Linked DNA regions of Mus musculus: region 1 is linked to region 2. A link is a contact called in public HiChIP or PLAC-seq data. All regions are on one chromosome and are shown on one strand. The core of a region is the stretch at or near the end of the contact, and the rest is flanking DNA. Distances in the headings are between cores, read along the strand shown.

Region 1 (2,745 bases), core at 207-2,706, 97 kb after region 2:
TGTTTTCTTAATCTCTCTGTATCTCATTTTCTGCCTCCCGGAATGTCCACAAACACATATGTGGAGTTTTAGGGGAAGGCCTGACTTATGTCGAAGGCTTTATAAATATGCGTTATAACCAACATGGTCACTCTTTGAATTATACAAGAGGGAAATTTTATGCCTTGAAATGAGAGGTTCTTAAAAACGTTTGCAAGTTCCTTAACCAACCCGGGCAGTCTGTAATATTGCTGTAATTTCCAGCTCCTCACTCATTCAGGAGACTAGAGACTAAGAGTCTCACATCCATTCTACATGAAATGCTCTAACACATCTTCTGACCTTGAGGTGGAAGGTCCAGGAGTTGGACACTCGGCCTGGAATGCAGAGTGACCTGCCTTATCTTAAAAACAAAACAAAACAAACAAACAAAAAAAAACTAATGGGACCCATGATGGTGAACTTCGCATAACATATCCTGCCTATCAGGTATTTACATTTACGATTCATAACAGTTATGAAATAGCAGCGAAATAATTTTATGGTTGGGGGTCATCACAACAGAAGGAACTGTATTAAAGGGTCGCAGCATTAGGAAGGTTGAGAACCAGTGCTCTAAACTGCATGGAGGCTCCCGAAGGCATTTCTCCTGCCGGTTTGCAGTGTAACCTTGCTAGGATGGTCTTTTCTCCGTACTCTGGTGTTCCTAAAGAAAAATGCCTCCGTTAGGTAGAGTGAAGGTGGAGGAGAGAGTAAAGAAGAAAGTCCGGAGGGAAGCAAAGAGCAGAATGTAAAGCTGGGGAGGTCAAAATTAAAGCACACCACAGTTGTTTGTCTTTAGGATGCCCACGTGTAAACGCAGGTCCCCACAAGGGCAAGTACTTTCTCAGACCTGTTGCTCATTCCGAATCACTGGCGGGGTCTGCAAGGGTCAAGGGGAAGAGGGCGGCGAGCAGGATGCCCTGAAGCCCTCCTGTCTGTCCTGGTGAGGCTGGGGAAGCCTTCCAGCCTGGTCCCTCGGCCGCCCTGGGGGTGTGTAGACTCCCGGCCACCCTGCTGCCAAAAGTTTGCAACTTCCCCTGCGGGCAGGCGGGCGGCCCGGCGGCGGCATTCGACTGCGTTTCCTTTAAGAATAAAGCACCGCGCGGCGGGTCAGGAAAGTCCACGGCGCGGGTGGGAGAAAACCCGCGCCGTGACCCCGGAGGAAGGGAAAGGGGAGCACCCGGTTCTCGCAGCGCTGGACTTTTTTTGTTGTTTGTTTTCTTTTGTTTTGGACTTTTCCTTTAAAAAGAAAAAAAGAAAGAAAAGTTTTTCGAGCCGGAGGTTCCAAGAACCGGCGGGAGGGGGGCGCGGCGGGGGCTTTTGCAGCCGGCGCTGGTCGGTTATGAGTCACGAGCGGGCTATAAAAGGGTCGCCGGTGCGCAGCGCCGGCTTCCTGTACGCGGCCGCCGCCGCGGGCGCCTGGGAACACGGAGCGAGGGCAGCCGCGGCCCGGGACAGGGACGCAGGTAGGCGCGCGCTCCGAGGACGCGGGGTGCGGGTGCGGGCGGGGTTTCAGCGGGGGCCAGAGGCGCACGTGGCCGGGGACCTGGGCGACCTGGGCGGTCAGGGCTCCGGGTGATCGGATGGGGAGAGGGAGTCCTGATGGAGGGGGGCTGTGCGGTGCCCTTGGGGAAACAGAGTTAGGCACCTGTGACATGGCCCGCATGGGTGTGAAATGGGGGATCAGAAGGGACCGGCTTCAGTTCATAAATAATCCAAACTAATCTAACCAAGTTAGGTTCCCGTGGTTTTTAACGGAAGAATGAAGCCTGGCTAACCCTTGAGCTTCTGTGCCTGTTTGCTCCCTTCGTGCCAAGGTGAGATTTTTTTCCTGAGGCACTTGAGTTGTCTGTTGGGTTTTTGTTGTTGTTGTTGTTGTTGTTTGTTTTGTTTTTTGCTTTTTTTTTTCTCAGAAATCTCCTAGGAGCGTAGGTCACTTTTTTGTTGTTTTGTTGTTTTGTTTGTTTGTTTGTTTCAGCTTTCAGGAATGGACCCGATCTATTAGGGTTTGTACCATCTAAATCAGAGGGATTAGGGTAATTAATAACGCAACCTACTTTGTAAATGCCAAAGCTGACAGGAAAGTCCAGATTATATTAAAAACTGGGAAGCAGGGGTCCCAGACAGGTGAAGTTACCACTCCAACACCACACAGCAGAACTAGGACAAGCTGGGCTCTGAAGAACCCAGTGGCACCTGAGGATAATCGTAATTTACTTTTACATTTTGTGTCGAATGGAGAATGTGAAGCGTGCACACCATGTATGTATTCCTAAACGAAATTACTGCTTACTGCCTCAGCTTGCCTCTTCAGAAGTACCTAATCTTGTCTTTGACTTTGGCATAGTGTATATATAATCTAAGTATCAATACAGCCAATCTTATAATGATCATAGGATTTGTCTTTTAAAGTAGATTTGTGTACAGTACCTCGTTGCTTGTGAAGGGACAATAATATAGTGCTATTGTAAGTGAACGAACGGTATTATAGGCTACTTAGTTCTCAGAGCAATGCCCAGTCTACCATCTAAGTGGGGAAGGGATGACAGGAAATGGCAGGATAGGTGGTATTACCTCGATTTTGACAGTGGGGACTCAGAATCTGAATTTTCTGTAGTTAGGTCACAGATTCCTTAGATCCGAGTAGGGTGTGAGATGGGTCATGTGGGGGTCGGGAGGCAGGCAGCCAGCTATTGATTCTTAGTTAGGCTCAGTTTCATGGTA
Region 2 (2,733 bases), core at 102-2,601:
GAAAAAGAGCAGTCTGTTTAAGTGCTGACTGGTTCTATTAGTCAGGGTTCTTCAGAGTTACAGAACTCTACATAGTAAGGGAATTTGTTGTGATGACTTGCAGTCTGTCATCTAACTCCCCAGAAATGGTCAGCTGTGAATGGGAAGTTCAAGGATCTAGTAGTTACTTACTCTGCCATGACGAGTAGATTCCAACAGATATGCTGGCAAGTAACTACAAGCAGGCAAAGAAAAGCAAATCTTCCTTCTTCCAATGTCCTTATGTAGGTCTCCAGCAGAAGGTGGGTTCCAGATTAAGGTGTGTGCCACCACGCCTAGATCTGGGACTTGTTTTGTCCCAGGCTGACCTTGAACTCAGAGATCGCCTTGTTTTAGTCTCCTGAGATTCATAACCACTATGCCTCAAGATCCAAGTCAGAAACTTGTACCCCACCCCCCAGCCTCAAGATCCGGATCTTGAAGCATAGGCTTCAAAATAAAATAAATCGTTTTTAAAATGTAACTGTAGAACGTTTAAATTGGTATGGACAAAATCCTATCCCCTGGATACTTTTTCACAAGTATTCCTTTGCAGCCTTGAGAGAGAGAGAGAGAGAGAGAGAGAGAGAGAGAGAGAGAGAACATAGCTTTAGCTACACTTTATGTTTGAAGTGTAGACAAAATTTCTTCATGCTTGTTCTCTCCCTCTCCTTCTCCTCCTATCCCTATCTCTATCTGTGTGTGTGGCTCTCTCTCTCTCTCTCTCTCTCTCTCTCTCTCTCTCTCTCTCACTCTCACTCTCGCTCTCTCTCTCTCTTTTGCACCATGCTACCACATACAGAGTCTCCTTGAGAGACCTTCCTTCATCAGTGAACCATGACAAGTTTGTCCTGGGTCACTTCCCCTTTTCCCTTTTTAGAAAAAAGAATATGACATCTGCTTCAACGTAAGCAAATCAATGGAAATTTTAAGAAAATTTCTAGATGACTATCCATAGTAGATACTTTTAGGAAGTGATTAAGAAAACCTAAATGTGTGGGTCTTCTACCATCTGCTGCTCAGTTTCGCCTCCATCCTGCTTTTATAAATGGGGGAATTGTGAATTGAACACATCTGTAGCCTTTTCTTCAGTCATGTTGAGTATGTGAGAAAGTTGTAGGAATTTCTAGTTGTTTAACACAAATTGTTTCTTGCGTGGAATCATTTCAAATTTGCTCCTGAGAGAGTAAGATTTTTGCAATGTAGATGACACAGTTAGCCCTCACTGCCAGCATGAACTGATCATTTTCTCGCATCTCTATTCCCCTACCTCTTCTATTTACAAAGTCACTGAAGGGAGGAAATGAGGAAATTCCTCTCTGACTGTAACACTTCCCAGGTCTGAGAGAGCTGTTGAGATTGTTGTGCCTGGGGGACTCCCTCAAAGAGGTTACAGCTTACACTTACCTAAGAGATCCTTGAATTTTCTGTTGCCTAACAAATGCCATGCCAACGTGGAGAGGTATCTCAGTCAATCAAATGCTTGCCTTGACCTGAGCTCAATTCTTAGAGTTCACACAACAAAACTGGGAATGCTAGTGCTACACTGGGGAGACAGTGACAACAGACCCCTGAGTAGCACGCCACTAAAGAAATCTCCTCCCAGTGTATACAAGACAGACAAAACCTGATGGACACATCTTGCATGCACATACAACCAACAACCACACAAATCTGTTTCCTTCCTGCCATCCCTATCCCAAGTTTCAAAGAACCAACCTACGACTAACCAAGTCATTGTTCTCTACATTTTCAGGACCTAACTATAAAAAGAGACACGATGGTGCTGTTAATTTGAGGGCCTGTTTATAAATCACTTAAATTTATAAGTTTTGTAAGGAAATAAGAATAGGCTTGGCATCTGGGGAAGATGTGGGGGAGAGAGAGAAAGAGGTGAAAGAGGTTCTCTTAAAATACAAAGACTATAACTTTTAAGAGAGAAAATATAAAAGGAAAATACAAAACACTGGGGGAAACACCAGTTGAAAAATAATAGACCTGCCTATAAAACTGTTTCTATAAAGACTAGTCTACAAATTGAAAGAGACAAGCTCTTGGGATGCATTTAAATAGGAAAACTGGTTTTTATTTTTTTTTTAAAAAAAGGAGGGTATGGGGGAGCTATGCTTGCTTGCTTTTAAGCCTCGGCTACCATCTAAACATACACCACCCATTAGTACACCCTTACCCATTCAGCAACCCTCACACTCACGCCCTGGAAAGTCCGAAGCCACTGACTTCACTCCTCCAGAAAGACCTGAGCTATTTAAAACTAGGGTTAGACTTCCTGTCTCCGCCATGATAGTCCCAAACTCCTTTTTGCTTGATTGTTTCCTGCACAAAGATGTGGCGATGGGGAATATACAGTGAGTTAAGAAGCCAGAAGTAAAAGGTAATAAAATAAAAACTTTTGAAAGAAGCCAGATCCCACAATAATATCTCCACATCCTACAATACCCGTAGCTCAGCAACCCCCAGAAACATAAAACCCTCAGGGTGCATTTCCTAAAGGTGACTCCCACCTTTGAGTAAATGGTTAAGGACAGTGGCTTGATAAAGACAGAAGGGGATCTTCGTCAGACATCTTCCAGATGGTAGTCCAACCGTTGATACCTCTGATGCTGTGGGTATTTAATGCTCATCATTTAATGATGAATGAATAAGTGAAGGGAATCACCATGACTACATCAACTAAAGCCGGTGCCTATGATGGAA

What was found. HiChIP or PLAC-seq counts read pairs in DNA pulled down with a chosen protein or histone mark.
Region 1: an H3K27ac HiChIP or PLAC-seq map of bone marrow-derived dendritic cells shows a contact between it and region 2, with 4 times the contacts expected there. The contact joins two enhancer-like sites. A contact is called at or near these places in 2 of 39 promoter capture datasets (both in the C10 cell line), 1 of 15 datasets of contacts at CTCF or cohesin (CD8 T cells), 5 of 484 Hi-C or Micro-C datasets (B cells, bone marrow-derived dendritic cells, bone marrow-derived macrophages and 2 more), 5 of 115 datasets of contacts at active chromatin or transcription factors (CD8 T cells, bone marrow-derived dendritic cells, regulatory T cells and 1 more) and 1 of 9 other capture datasets (bone marrow-derived macrophages).

Annotation. Positions count from the first base shown.
Region 1 is chr16:84,701,920-84,704,664 of GRCm38.p6, forward strand. No RefSeq gene overlaps it. Among named protein-coding and RNA genes, the nearest start is that of Mir155hg, 9.7 kb to the right of the region's middle. Within about 2 kb of position 1,457, at least 243 of the 459 cell types and tissues checked have an H3K27ac peak or open chromatin away from gene starts, as enhancers often do. A contact at or near this core is called in B cells, bone marrow-derived dendritic cells and bone marrow-derived macrophages, where this site is marked.
Region 2 is chr16:84,605,405-84,608,137 of GRCm38.p6, forward strand. No RefSeq gene overlaps it. Among named protein-coding and RNA genes, the nearest start is that of Gm32073, 48 kb to the left of the region's middle. Within about 2 kb of position 1,352, at least 31 of the 459 cell types and tissues checked have an H3K27ac peak or open chromatin away from gene starts, as enhancers often do. A contact at or near this core is called in B cells, bone marrow-derived dendritic cells and bone marrow-derived macrophages, where this site is marked.